3 separate regions of the Mus musculus genome follow, and regions 1 and 3 are each linked to region 2. A link is a contact called in public HiChIP or PLAC-seq and promoter capture Hi-C data. All regions are on one chromosome and are shown on one strand. Each heading gives the region's core, a stretch centred on a gene start, on an enhancer-like site or on the middle of the called end of the contact. The rest is flanking DNA. Distances are from core to core; before and after follow the strand shown.

The links. HiChIP or PLAC-seq counts read pairs in DNA pulled down with a chosen protein or histone mark. Capture Hi-C pulls out chosen DNA fragments and counts their contacts.
Region 1: a contact with region 2 is called in a promoter capture Hi-C map of liver. The contact joins the promoter of Tinagl1 here to the promoter of Adgrb2 in region 2. A contact is called at or near these places in 9 of 39 promoter capture datasets (the 3T3-L1 cell line, the C10 cell line, the HPC-7 cell line and 6 more), 1 of 15 datasets of contacts at CTCF or cohesin (stem cell-derived epiblast-like cells), 5 of 484 Hi-C or Micro-C datasets (differentiating embryonic stem cells, group 2 innate lymphoid cells, nephron progenitors and 2 more), 13 of 115 datasets of contacts at active chromatin or transcription factors (craniofacial prominence, embryonic forebrain, embryonic hindbrain and 5 more) and 4 of 9 other capture datasets (adipose tissue, embryonic stem cells, liver and 1 more).
Region 3: a contact with region 2 is called in an H3K4me3 HiChIP or PLAC-seq map of forebrain, with 4 times the contacts expected there. The contact joins the enhancer-like site here to the promoter of Adgrb2 in region 2. A contact is called at or near these places in 16 of 39 promoter capture datasets (the 3T3-L1 cell line, 3T3-L1-derived adipocytes, the C10 cell line and 10 more), 2 of 15 datasets of contacts at CTCF or cohesin (large pre-B cells and pro-B cells), 10 of 484 Hi-C or Micro-C datasets (the HL-1 cell line, LSK cells, cerebral cortex and 5 more), 19 of 115 datasets of contacts at active chromatin or transcription factors (SST interneurons, T-cell acute lymphoblastic leukemia, bone marrow-derived dendritic cells and 12 more) and 4 of 9 other capture datasets (adipose tissue, embryonic stem cells, liver and 1 more).

The regions. Positions count from the first base shown.
Region 1 is chr4:130,172,038-130,176,811 of GRCm38.p6, reverse strand. It overlaps Tinagl1 (tubulointerstitial nephritis antigen-like 1), which reads left to right and starts at 2,010. Exons shown (of 12, transcript NM_001168333.1): 1 at 2,010-2,089; 2 at 2,605-2,919; 3 at 3,817-3,880. The coding sequence starts at 2,613. It overlaps Gm52490 (a long non-coding RNA gene), which reads right to left and starts at 3,490. Exons shown (of 3, transcript XR_003955116.1): 1 at 3,441-3,490; 2 at 3,041-3,100.
Region 2 is chr4:129,982,119-129,986,628 of GRCm38.p6, reverse strand. It overlaps Adgrb2 (adhesion G protein-coupled receptor B2), which reads right to left and starts at 1,759. Exons shown (of 30, transcript NM_001290715.2): 1 at 1,322-1,759.
Region 3 is chr4:129,779,979-129,784,557 of GRCm38.p6, reverse strand. No RefSeq gene overlaps it. Among named protein-coding and RNA genes, the nearest start is that of Ptp4a2, 38 kb to the left of the region's middle. Within about 2 kb of position 2,072, at least 149 of the 459 cell types and tissues checked have an H3K27ac peak or open chromatin away from gene starts, as enhancers often do. A contact at or near this core is called in LSK cells, adipose tissue, bone marrow-derived macrophages and 10 more, where this site is marked.

The DNA of each region.
Region 1 (4,774 bases), core at 761-3,260, 190 kb before region 2:
GTGAGTGCCAGAGGGGGAGAGAGAGAGAGAGAGAGAGAGAGAGAGAGAGAGAGAGAGAGAGAGAGAGAGAGAAATCACACACAGCAGCTCACAGGGAAGGGGTGCTCTTTGGCAAAGGTAGACCCAATGTTATGGCCTCTAGCCCTCAGAATTTTGAGACTGACCCATGAAAGCAGGTACCAGGCCTGTTCTGTTGAAGCCAGTCTCCTCCCAGGGGAGATGATGTTGGCAGTTCTGAGGGATCTATCTGCCTTTCGATTTGATGAATCGAGATTGAATAGGAAAGGGGGGGCTTCCCAGCCAGCAGGATCTTGAGACCTGTCATATGACTAAGGGTGCCTCAGGAGAGAGAATACACTGGGTAGCCTGTGTTCTGGCTGTGGAACCTTGGATAAGTCTGCACTCACTTGTGCCCTGCCCCCCACCCCCCGCCACGCCCACTTCCTGGTTTCACATAGCATAAGGTGGCTTTGAACAGGCTACACACCTGAACTTCTGATCCTTCTGCCTCCAGTTCCTGAGTGCTGGGAATACTGACATGTGCTACAGCACAAGTGTGTGTGTGTGTGTGTGTGTGTGTGTGTGTGTGTGTGTGTGTGGTGTGTATGTGCATGCGTGCACACATACAGTCTGTGTGCATTAGACTTATGAGGATGGCTTTGTGGACTCTATTCTCTCTCTCCATCGTCTAGATTCCAGAGGCTGAACTCAGGTCGTCAGTATAGTGGCAAGCCCCATTGCCCACTGAGCCATTCTCACCAGCCCCACAGTTTTTATACGATGCTAAACACGAACTCAGGGCTCTGTACACGCTAAGCAAGCACTCTATCAAGGAAGCTGCATCCAGACCTTGTCTGTTCTCTTGAGCCTCAGTTTATCTTTTAGGCTTCGTGCTCTCAGATCCTTTCAGAGTACGAATGGATAGGTCTGTATGTTGGGTGCTTCCGCACCCCCTGGTGCCTCACCACCCTTGCCTCACAGCAGGGGGTAGCTCGGTCACAAGAATCCCTTGTACTGACTGCTCTCTGCAGAGAGTGACAGCTAAGGGGAGGTGTCTCGGAGAACTAAGAGAATCCCCGCGCTCCTGCTTGCCCCAGAGAAGGCTAGGATAACTGTCTAGGTGTGGTGTCCTTCCTCCACCTAGAGAGTCCTCTGGCCCTGGGCCCAATCTGTTGGAAGAAGGAGCTTGCACAATGGGGAGGCACAAAGTGACAGCCGGAAGGCCTCAAGGGACAGAAGCCCCATTGTGTGAGGGCAAGGCAAAGGTTAGACCAGAAACGGAAAGGGGCTCTGCAGGGGGCCCCAGCTGCCAGGGCCCTTGATGTGGGGCCCGCCACGGGACCTTGGGCCAAGAAGGATGCCCTTGGGCCTGGTGGAGGGGGCAGTGTTGGGCAAGGTGCCCATCACTGGGGGAGGGCAGACCCCACAAGGGGCGGCTGGGTAAGCTCAGACTCCGCACCGCACCCACCTCCTGGGGAGGAGCTGCCCGGAGCTCCGTGAGCCTAGGCAGCTTCCTGAATCATCCCTTGGGAATTCCTGTCATTCCTGGGAGCTGCTGTGGCTTGGAGTGGCCCCCAGCCCAGGGTCACTGGGTCAAGGATGTGCCTGGCTATTTTTCTTCCTGGAGGGCCGGGTTGGGGGGGGGGGTTAGAGATTTTTGCCCCTAGCTCTTGGTCCCTATCAAGTCCTGAACTCTGATCGTAGCTGCCTCCTCGCCCGCTTCTGTTCACGTTTTCAGCTTCGTAAAATCGCTGGGAAAGTCCTTCCTACTATCAGTCCACAATTCTTTCTCCGTGAGTTGCAGTTCTGCTCCCTAAGAAGAGGGTTCCATTGACAAGAGATCCCTCAAGGAGGACAGTCGCGTACACATTGTCCTTAAGCCGTTCCCTCGGAGCTAAGGGCTACTCCAGGTACCTACAAGTGGGCCCCGCCCTCCCCTCCCACAGTCCGGGGTTGGGGCGGGTGCTGCCGGCAGGGCGGTACAAAAAGCGTCCCGCCCTGCGCTCCTCACTTGACTCGGTCTGGCAGTCTCGAGCTTGGAGGCGGAGGCGCGCAGGGCAGCCTGGGTCCAGCCCACACCCCTCACCAGGTAGGGACTCTCCCTGATCAGAGGGTAGAGGGTGTTGAGAGAAGGAGCAGCGAGGAGGGGGCACACTGAGGGAGAAGGACCCAGGGCAGAGAGGCACAGAGGAGAGGGTCAGAGGGACGCAGAGCAGAGGGTCAGAGGGACACAAGGACAGAAGGGCGGGGGCATGCATAAGGAGGAAACACAGAGTCAACAATCCAACTCAGATGCGTCAGAGAGGTAGAGGGACCAAGGGCAGGAGAGGAGAATGCGTGTTGGAAATGTCAAGGTCCCATTTCCTTGTCCATGACAGTCCCTAAACAGGTCAGGGAGGGGGGTCTACTTCTTGTCCCATGAGTGGACTGACATCTAGTGCTGTCTTTTCCCTCCCGGAGACTCGGGAGTCAGGGTTCCCCGCTTTGCTGAGCCTCCTAGGAAAGCTCCAGGACGTGTGAAGGGAGACCCACCCTTGACGTTTGTTAGGGAGTCTCCAGAAGCCAACACCTCTGACCCCTGACCTCTGTTCTCCTCGGGTCTAGGAGGCACCATGTGGGGATGTTGGCTGGGGCTGCTCTTGCTGCTGCTGGCTGGCCAGGCTGCCCTGGAGGCCCGGCGGAGTCGTTGGCGCAGGGAGCTGGCGCCAGGGCTGCACCTGCGGGGCATCCGGGACGCCGGTGGCAGATACTGCCAAGAGCAGGACATGTGCTGTCGAGGCCGTGCTGACGAGTGTGCCCTGCCCTACCTGGGAGCCACCTGTTACTGTGACCTCTTCTGCAACCGCACCGTCTCTGACTGCTGCCCCGACTTCTGGGACTTCTGCCTCGGGATTCCACCCCCCTTCCCTCCCGTCCAAGGTGGGCACCGAGATGGCCAGCAGAGCGGCCACCTTGTCACTCCCAGTCCCAACGAGGCTCAGGAACAAGGCTGATAATGGGTATTTCCAGGCTTTGAAAAATGTAGAAAAGAAATCCTCACCCTGTTTCCTGCCCCTCTGGAAGTCCCTCGTGTGGTCTTACTTGACTCTTTCAAGCAACACTGAAAAAAAATAGTCCTGTTAGGCCCTAGGGCAGGGCAGACAGGCTCCAGCACTATCTCTCAGTCAGTATGGGGAAGGTGGCAGCCCCACCTGCTGACTCATCCTGAGGCTGATAGAGCACGAAGGGCCCAGCCAGGTTGTCATAGCCAGAGACCTCACTTAGGATTCAGCACCTCTGAGAATGGCCTGCACGTGTCCTTTCCCTGTCCCAGTAGGAGAACTACGGAAGTCCTTCCTGTCGCATCCCAAACCCTGCTGGGCTTTGGGCTAAGGAAAACCCATGCCTTAGTTGCTTTATATCAAAATGCTGGGCCTTTTAAAAGGAGTTGCTTGCCTTACCTGGGCTTCAGTTTCTTTCCTAAAGCTCCTTCCATGCCCATGGGCAAGTCCCAACTCATTTGAGTGACAAAGGGTACCAGGAATGTCATGGCTGGCATCCAGGTGAAACGACATGGACCCAAACGGAGTCCTTGAACAGCTTGTGTGTGGCACCCTGTGTGGGAACCCGTGGATGTTCTAGGATGTAGTTTGGGATGTAGTTTGTCTCTAGATTTCGTTGGGCTGGGATTGGTGTGTGATTACCACCAGCTCGGGAGGTTTGGGGCTGCTCCTCCTGAAGTCCCTCGTGTAGTCTTACTTGACTCTTTCAAGCAACACTGAAAAAAAAATCCTCGAGGATTTAGCCATTTCTTCTTTCCTTCTCTCCCTCTGGTAGGGTGCATGCATGGGGGCCGGATCTACCCAGTCTTCGGAACCTACTGGGACAACTGCAATCGATGGTGAGTGTGAGAGATTGGGGTGGACTCAATTTGATCGCTATGTGGCAAACAGACTTGGCCCCAACCCCTATCACCCATTTCCCAGGGATGAGTTCTTTTTGTTCTCTGGGCCTCAAGTGTTTTCATCTGTAATGTGGAAACTTTCAAACTGACCACGCCATCTCATATAATAAGATTCTAGTCACAAGCCTGGGAGTGGTCAGCCATCGTTAGGTTGGCTGGGGGCCACACCTAAGCCAGAAGTTTTTCTCCACTCCTCCTGGTTTGGGCTGGCCACCTTCCCAGCTGGGCTTGCTGTCACAGGAGAGTCCAAGGGGACGCCAGGAAGGAAACCTCTGCAGCATCCGCTGTCCTGGGCGGGATGAAGGGTCAGGGATGACTGCGTTGGCCATCAGCCAGTGGCCTGCAGCAGGGCCTTCCCTGGAATGTGCCCTCTCCCTACCCCCAAACCCCCAGTTCCAGGCAGGGGGAGGAAGGGGCCATGGCTAGCCCATCCTCAGAGCTGGGAAGTAGATCAGGTGGCAACTATGGAGACCTTACTGGAAACAGAAGGGTCTCTGCTGCCCTGAACCTGCCCCACCCCTCCCTCTGCCTGGACTGAGAGGCCCCTGGGAGAAGGAAACTTTTTGGAATGTGTTGCACATAGCTGTTTGCTTTGCCTCATGGGTGAGGGGTGCCGGGGTCACTGTGGGAACAGGGAGACCATGTGTCCGTGGGTGCTGGCATGTGTCTGGGTGAGGGAGGGTGTGTGTGTGTGTGTGTGTGTGTGTGTGTGTGTGTGCGTGCGTGTGCTCAGAAGGGCGGGGTGTCTGCAGAATTCTGCTGCTCTGATAGGGTGGCTGCCAAGGGGTTAACGTTTCAATTGCTGTCCCAGGCCCCTCTGGAATGCTGGGA
Region 2 (4,510 bases), core at 510-3,009:
CCAGACCATTCTAAAAAGCAGGTTCAGTAGAGCTGTGCCTGGTACTCAAAGGGTTCCTGACTTGCTGTTGGGATGAGCCGTCCCTCGTCCCTTGTACACCATCCCTCCCCAAAGCACATAGTCTTACGACCAGGAGTGTTTGGGCACCTGGCCTCGCCCACCAACCTCATCTCCCCAGGGACTTCCCAGCGTCAGTCCCGCAGACACCTAGACACCTAACGAACGCTTGGGTTGCGGAAACCCAGGGTTGTCCGCGCGAGAAGGGGCGGTGGGTCTCGGGCTGCGGGCAGGGGGCGCCAGAGGACGCCCAGGGGCCGGGCAGGCAGCTGGCAAGGCGGGCAGGCGGGCGGCATCTCTCGGTCCGGGCGCCCCTCCCCCCGCGGGCAACAGACTGGTCGCCCGTTCTGCACTAGCCGTGGCGCGGAGGATTTCCCGCTGCTGTGCTCTCGGACCGAGCCGACTGCAGGAGTGGCCGCCAACTTCACAGCCTCCAGTCCCCCAAATCATGCCAGCCCCCGGGGGTGCAGGAGAGTGCGTCTGGTGCCTGGCTCTGAGACCGGTGGTGGGAGGATAAGGATGCGGGGGGAGGGAGGCGGGTGTCCGGCCAAAGACGAACGCGGGAGTCGGATGCGGGTTCGATGGAGATCACGGCCTGGGGAAAGGGGCTTGGAGGAGCAAGGGGGACACGGCCCCAATTCCAGGCTGAGGGGGAGGGGACTTGCATCAGAGATTGGAAAGGGAAGGCGGGACTCTGGGCAGATATGGGGGAAGGGGCACTCGGGGCAGAAATAGAGGGGAAGCATGGTCGCCGTGCAGGCGCGGGGGAGGGCACTAGCAGACACAGTTGGGGACCGAAACGACTCCGGGCAGAGTGGAGGAGAGGTCCAGAGTCCCGCGGCCAGACTAGGAGGGGAGATGGGGGAGGGGGGAGGACAGTCGAGCTGCAGGTTGGAGAGGGGGTTCAAATCAAGACCGGGGGCGCACTGCTGGGATCTTGGCCGAGACAGGGCAAGACTCGCGACAGCGGTGTGGCAGTCTGGGTCAAGATTCTAAAGGTGGGGGACTTTGACACAGACGGCAAGGGGTCGGTCCAGGCTGGGGGAGGGGGTAGCAAAGGGGTTCGCGGGAGACTAAGGGGGCTTCGGCCCGGGCCTCGGGAGTCCCTCTTAAGACGGGGGTTGGGTGAGCGCTGGACAGACTCTGTTCTGGCCGGAGGAGAATTAAGCAAGACCGGCTCACGGAGCACCCTGAGTGCGGGCACTCGGGACTGCGCGCGAGGGTTCAGTGCGGGGCCGGCCGGGGTCTGGGGCCGAGCACTCACCTGGGCGCCGTCAGCAGCAGGAGCGGGGGCCGGCGCTAGTGGAGGCGGCCGCGGGGCGCAAGTTTGCCATCCCTAAGGCGGGGGCCGGGCTGGGCGCAGGGCAGCTCGCCGCAGCCGCGCCGAGGCCCGAGGCTCCCGCTCCGCCGAGCGGCGGGTGCAGAGCAAGCACCGCGGAGCTGCACGGGGCGGGCGGGCGGGCGCCGGGCCGGGCGCGGGCTCCTGCCGCCGCCGCCGCCTCCTCGCCGCGCCGCCCCCCGCTCCCCGCCCCGAGCACCGCCCGCGCCGCGCGCCGCCTCCTATTCGCGGGTGGCGGCCGCAGCCCCAGCCTCTGATCGCCGGTGCCGCATCCTCCTCTCTGCCTCCCAGCGCCGCCGCTGCCACCGAACCGGATTCCTCCGGCCGCTCCGGCCGCTGCCCGCAGCGCGCGCCGGGCCGAGTGACGGCCGAGGCGGGACGCGGCGCCTGCGCGGGCCGGGCCCGGGAGGGGGCGCGCGCCGGGCCGGGCGCGAGGAGCCGCGGGAGAAGGGGCGGGGGGGCGGGGGCGACGCGCGCCGCCTCCTGTTAAAGGGGGAGCAGCGCCAGCCGAGCCAAGCGCGCCCTCCCCCTCCCCACCCTGGGCCCCAGGCGCCGGCGCGGGAGAAGCCCAGGGTAAGCCCCCACCCTGCCTGTGACCGCCTGGACTGCAGAGTGAGCCTCCCGGTGATACCCCTCCAGCGAAACCCCAGACTAGTGGCGTCTAGCGCAGCCAGGGTCTCCCGAGCTGTGGAGGCTAAAGCGTTTTCTCCCCCCTCCCCATTATGCAGTGCATATTGCATTGCGTGTCCCTGTGCATGCAGGTGACACTCGGTGCACTGAACTTTATATATGCATACAGGTGCCCTGCGTGTGCACTGCAATATTGCCTGGCTGGGTGCATGCAAATGCTGCACATATGCATTGACATGCGCTCAGGTCCTGAATGCATGCTGCTTTTTCCATGTGCCTTAAGAATTATATGTAGAAGCTCACAGGTGCCACATGTGTGTAGCATGCTATGGGTATAGAAGCAACACACATACCCCCGCAGCGTGGCATGTTTACTGCATATTCTGGTGTTCATCGCTGTGATATTGTATGTCCCTAGGCACGGGGATGCTACACGTGTGCAGTATGTTACATGTTTTCCCAAGTCTCTTCTCCCACAAGTGCCTTTCTCTGTGCCAGGGGCGCCCCCATGTTGCATCTGTTTGTGTAGAAGCCACAGAGATGCACAGACCCACCCCATCCTGGCACTGTGCCGAGGAACAGTTGGGTGGAGCCTAAGCCCACACGGCTCAGGCGGTACCCGGAGAGATGTCCATGGCTCAGGGCTCTGGTCAGGCTGTTTGTGGCCTGGGCATGTTGCCATCAGGAAGGTGGGCCGACTGGGGACACACCACAGCAGCCAAAACAAGTAGGTTAATCCGATGACTCTGGGCAGAGAAGCCAGCAGGGGGCAGCTTTGCAACGAGGGTGGAATGACTTTGGGACATACTTGGGAAGGTTCACACACGTGGAGGGACCAGTCCTGTAAGGACAAGGTGGTCCACGGCCCATTCATTGCTAACTTCCCCTCCCCCGCCCCCACCATAACTCGACTTTTGTCGCCTACAGGCTGTGGCAAGATGAGAAAAGCCCACCTCTTCCCAGAGGAGTTACCAAAAAGAGGCAGAGAACTTCTCCTGTCTCTTCCCTCTGTCCCTCCCCCCTAAAGCTGTCCTGGTGACATTTGTTGTGAGTGATTGGGAGAGATTATCGACTTTAATGGAAGGAGGTAATAAGGGACGATGAAGGAAGCTCACCTGTCACCTTAAGGGAATTTATGAAGCTGTGTGAAACAGGGAGGCGGTCTGGGCTTACACCTCCCCTTTTCCTGTGGGAGCCCTGAGAAGGCCAATGCCTTGGGCCTCGCACTGGCAGGCAGAGCTCCTGGATTCTTGATAAGCATCTTCAAACATACCCTGGCATAGTTAGAAGGCTCAACTACCAGTGTGAGAGTTGAGCCAGGCAGGCTTTGCCATCTGCAAGGCAATGACAGCCACCAGACGCAGTGGGAAATCCTGGGCTCCTTCTTTTCTTGCCTACTGTGAGAAGCAACAGAGTTGCGGAGTTGGGAGCTTTGAGGAGGTAGACAAAAGTGGGAAACGTGATTAGGACATGGACTGCTCTCACAAGGATGCAAAGACCAATCTCTGGAAGTCCCTGCAACATTTGCTCTCCAGAGCTCTAGCCCCTTCCTCTCCCTATAGGGAGCCTGCCTCCCTCTTTATGAATATTCATGATCATTTGCATGCTAGAGACCTAGCACCAAGAGAAAGGCAGGCAGGTCTCTTACAGATGTGATGCAGCTGGATCTCTAAAGCCACCCTCTTCCTTGGCTCTCAGAGATCCAGCTGGGTAAGGGGTGACGGGAGGGGCCGCCTCCGGGAGACAGGGAAGTTATTTATCTGTTTCTCTTAGTCCTGACTTCTTGACTTCCCGCCCTATGGAAATGGTGGGTGTTGAGGGACTCACCGGGCAGCCTTGGAAGGAGAAGCTAGGTAAACTGGGTAGAGGCAGCAGGAGTTGTCAGGGGTTGTACAGCTGTCTGGACTAGGACAGATGTTGGGAAGCCCCCCCCCATATGAGGGCTTCCCCCACCTGCTTTCCCAGGAGCCCCTGCCCTTCCAGACTCACTCTGGTGATAATGCCACCCGCCTGCCTGCCTGCCTGCTTGCTTGCCCGCCCAGGAGGACTTGGAGTAATTACAAATTGTTTCCATATTCAAATCCAGCTGGTTGAAGAGAAATTACTTCTCTGAACAGCCCAGGCGGGGGTGAGAAAAATGCATCTTAGCCCCAGGAGGGACCCCCACCCCCCTCCAGGGAGCCTGAGGCTGAGATAACCTGGGAAGAGACACCATCCACAGCTCAATCACAGAAGGCTTGAACAGAGTAAAGGGCCAACCCCTGCATCCTTACACTCTGGGCAAAGGACAGTGACCTCAGCTCTGTGTCCCATGAGAGTCTGCTCTGGAACCTCTGAGATGAAGGGGACCCAATGCATACATATAGGCAGTAAGGGGCCACCTACTCTGACCTACTGTTGTGCTGGGTGACCTTGAGAAAATGCCTTCTGTTTCCTGGGCCTCTGCTTCCTCCTGTACGGAATGATACAAAAGCATAAGCAGGC
Region 3 (4,579 bases), core at 823-3,322, 200 kb after region 2:
AATAAAAATCTTGTTTCATTTTGTTTTGTTTTGTTTTTTTCAAGACAGGGTTTCTTTCTGTAGCCCTGGCTGTCCTGGAACTCACTCTGTAGACCAGGGTGGCCTCGAACTCAGAAATCTGCCTGCCTCTGCTTCCGGAGTGCTGGGATTAAAGGCGTGTGCCACAACCCCCAGCTTAGTTGTATTTTTTTTTTTAAGATTTATTTATTATTATATCTAAGTACATTGTAGCTGTTTTCAGACACACCAGAAGAGGGCGGCAGATCTCATTACTGATGGTTGTGAGCCACCATGTGGTTGCTGGGATTTGAACTCAGAACCTTCAGAAGAGCAGTCAGTGCTCTTAACCACTGAACCATCTCTCCAGCCCTAGTTGTAATTATTTCTATGTGTATAGGTGTTTTGCCTGCATGTGAGTCTGTGCTCCACAGGTATGCCTAGTGCCCACAGCAGCCAGAAGAGGTCATTGGATCTCCTAGAACTGGACTTCTAGATGTTTGTGAACCACTATGTGGGTGTTGAGAATTAAACCCAGATCCTCTTAACTGCTGAGCCATCTCTCCAGCACCTTTCAGCTTTATCTTAATCAGTTTGGAAATGGACTTGGGACTCCTGCCAAATAGATGAGAAGCCTGGAAGTTTAGTTTGGTTTGCTTTTTTTTTGGGGGGGGGGGTTACTGGGAATCAAACTCAGAACCCGATGCTTGCTATCTATCACTGAGCTGAGCCCCAGCCCTCTTTTCACATTTTCTTTTTGGTTTTCCTGAGACACTGTTTCTCTGTGTAGTCCTGGCTGTCCTGAAACTCGCTCTGTAGACCAGGCTGGCCTCCAACTCAGAGCTCCGCCCAGCGCTGGAATCAAAGGTCTGCTCCACCACCACCCAGCTTTCTTTTTACCTTTTTATTTTGAGACAGAGTCTTACTCAGTTGCCTAGGCTGGTCTTGAACTTGTAATCCTCCTGTCTCAGATTCTGAAGCCACTAAAGATGTTAAACCTGTGCCACCAGGAGAAGACAAAGCAAATCAGGCGACTAGAGCCAAAGGATGGGGGACACTCTGTTGGCCTAGGAGCTTGTTCCTAAACTCAAGCCTCAACTGTTGGATAGACTTGTCTAAAGTTTATGGCTCAAGATCAGGTATATGAGGCATATATATATATTTCTCTCTCTGCCTCCCTCTTCTTTTCTCCCTCCCTAACAACCAAAAGAATCCTTATTTGGCAAATGTATCAGTCAGGGTCCCAACTGAAAACAGATGGTGCACTCAAATTAGAATAATTTGAAGAGGGTTTATTCACAACAGTGTGGGTGGGTGTGGGGGAACTCAGAAGGGGTGGTGCGGTGACCCGAGGCTACAAACAGCTGAGGAACTGTCACTACCCTGAGGCCTGAGGGGATAGGGGAGCTGGTTACCTGATCCCTGAGGGAGAGAGGGCCTGCTCAGGAAGGCCAGTGACTGTCAATCAAGGCCCATTCCAGCCTGGGAAGGAAGAGCAATGAAAGGGGAAGCCCTCTGGCACCTCTTGCCTCAAACTCTCCTCTCATTGGCTGAGTTTAACCAGAGGGTAAAGGGGCCTGTTGGTGACACATCCTGACAGAACCAGACACAGACTAGAGCCAAGAGGAGCCAAGGGTGGACCTGAAGGAGTACACAGAGTACAGCTAGAGTTCCCAGAAAGGAGACAGCCTGCCTCGGGTCCCTCTCACAACCCTACACACTGGTCACGTGGAACCTCACGACAAAATGTTTAGTTATGTTGGCCAGGTTAGACTTGATCTTGAGTCCCCTGTCTCTGCCTCCCCACACACTAGGATGGCATGTGCCACCTCATCTCACTCACAGACCAGAGTTCTGGAAGTGGCATAGAGCCCTGTGGTCCTTAGAGATGACCTATTGAAGGGCACATTCCAGATTCCCAGAATCTAGAAAGAGGCCATTTAACCAGCCTCATTGACTTTGCAGGGAAGAGAAGGCAGGCAGCCCAGCTCCTCCCTTGGCCAGACAGCCCTGTGCTAGCTTCAGGCTGTGGCTTTGCCAGCTCCATTACCCCCCCCACAGAATCTCTGTCCTCAGGCCTGTGTGGCCCCAGTCACCAGCGCCACCAGACAGCAACTTCCCTTTCTCTCCACAGGAGATGTCTGCTTCCTTCTGCAGCCAGTCAGAGAGGCTTTTGGGATTCCCCACTGCTGGCAGGGGTCCAGTAATGCCCTGAGGACAGGGCCGAGCTGCATCCGACTGTCTCATTTGGTCACACAGATACCTGTCCCTTCTTTTCTCCCCAAACATTTAAACATTTATTCTCCTTGCTGCCAAAGTGAATTCTGATACCTCTAAGAGAATGGCCCTCATACCTTTCCACAGTCTTCCTTCCTTCTTTCCTCCTTCCCTCCCTCCCTTCTCAGTGCTGAGGATTAATCCCAGAGCCTCATAAGGAAGTGCTCCTCTGTGCTGCCCCCTCCCCCAGCGGGCTCTCAAATCCAGCTTAGCACCCCTCAAATAGCCCTTAGCACCTCCCCTGAAGGCCTTCCTCATTCTCAAACAGAAGTACTTCTGCATGCAAAACACCTAATAATAGCAGCTAGTGTTTATTGCCCATCTGAGCTAGTTGCCAGAAGGGAGACATCTCAGTCCACATAGGAGCTTTGTGAAGTAGGTGCTTGATAAAATGCACTGGGCATGCTGTGAATGGCACCCCAAACGCATACACAAGCACACGGTGACCTGAGGTCACCGTGAGAGCCACTCCTTTATCTCCATGAGTGAGAAAGCTAGCTTCAAAAGAACACCTCACTTAAGTGCACACAAGCAACCAAAAGGCAGAGATGGGTCCCAAAGCCAGGTCGGACAAAGCCCAAGTCTTTGTTCTTAGACCTATAGTATTTCACTGTGACTGGGGCACGCGCAGACTACAGTGACATAGCGACTTGGAAGAGTCCCAGATGGACTCTGTGACGAGGTTACAGGGTGCTGGCATCCCAGGAGGCCAATTCCCCATACAAATAAAGCACCTTCTGCACTGTCAACAACAATCTCCATCAGGTATTTACTTATTTATTTATGTTATGTATATGAGTACACTATAGCTGTCTTCAGACACAGCAGAAGAGGACATCGGATCCCATTACAGATGGTTGAACCCTCAATTCCCAGCAACCACATGGTGGCTCACAACCATCTGCATTGGGATGCAGTGCCCTCTTCTGTTGTGTCTAATGGGTGCAACCGTGTACTCACATAAATAAAATAAATACATCTTTTTTCATTTATTTATTTATTTTTTTATTATATGTAAGTACACTGTAGCTGTCTTCAGACACACCAGAAGAGGGAGTCAGATCTCGTTAGGGATGGTTGTGAGCCACCATGTGGTTGCTGGGATTTGAACTCAGGACCTTTGGGAGAGCAGTCGGGTGCTCTTACCCGCTGAGCCATCTCACCAGCCCCATAAATACATCTTTAAAAAAAAAAAAAAAAAAGCACATGTCCTGGGGGTTAGCCCAAAGGTTCAAACAAGAGAACCAGCTCTTACCAGCTCTAAGACAGAAGACAGCAATAATACCCACTCTTGTGAGAATTAAACACACTGTTCATGTGAAAAGACTTGTTGATACTGGGGTCAGGGTGGGTAGGTATCACCTGGAACATTTAACCAAGCAGCAAGCAGTGAGCGCTTGGCCAGGTTTCCAGGTGGCTGAAGACAGCTTTGTTTGAAGTGAGGATTGCAGCCAGTTACTAGTTCCCAACATCTTACCAAAAACTTCCAGTGAGGTTTGTGTTGTTGGTTTTTTGTGTTTTTTGTTTGTTTGTTTGTTTTTGTTTTTTGAGACAGGGTTTCTCTGTATACAGCCCTGGCTATCCTGGAACTCACTCTGTAGACCAGGCTGGCCTCAAACTTAGAAATCTGCCTGCCTCTGCCTCCCAAGTGCTGGGATTAAAGGAGTGCGCCACCACTGCTCAGCGCATCACATGTTCTTAACCTTACACTACTATCACGAATGGGATTCCTTTTCAAGTGTTTGGTATCACTCTGGGGATCCAGAGCCACAATGGCTGCCAAATGAGTTTTAACTACAGAGGATGAAAGGATGGTGGTGGTGTTTGCTGTAAAACTCTGACCGAGGGCTGGAGAAATGGCTCAGTGGTTAAGAGCACTGACTGATCTTCCAGAGGTCCTGAGTTCAAATCCCAGCAACCACATGGTGGCTCACAACCATCTGTAATGGGATCCAATGCCCATTTCTGGTGTGTCTGTAGACAGTGACAGTATACTTACATACATGAATAAATAAATAAATACAATGAACAGGAAGGAACAGGAGTAAGGATAAAATCATGTGAATGGGGCTGCAAGTTTGGTGTAGGTCATATTTTGAAGTTTATATCAGACCTAAGAAACAGGAACTTTTTTTTTCAGGTTTTTCAATACAGGGCTTCTCTGTATAGTCCTGGCTGTTCTGGAACTCACTATGTAAACCTTAGACCAGGCACCAGGCTGGCCTTGAACTCACAGAGATCCATCTGCCTCTGGAGTATTGGGATTGAAGGTATGTACCACCACCCGGCAGGGACTTATTATCCT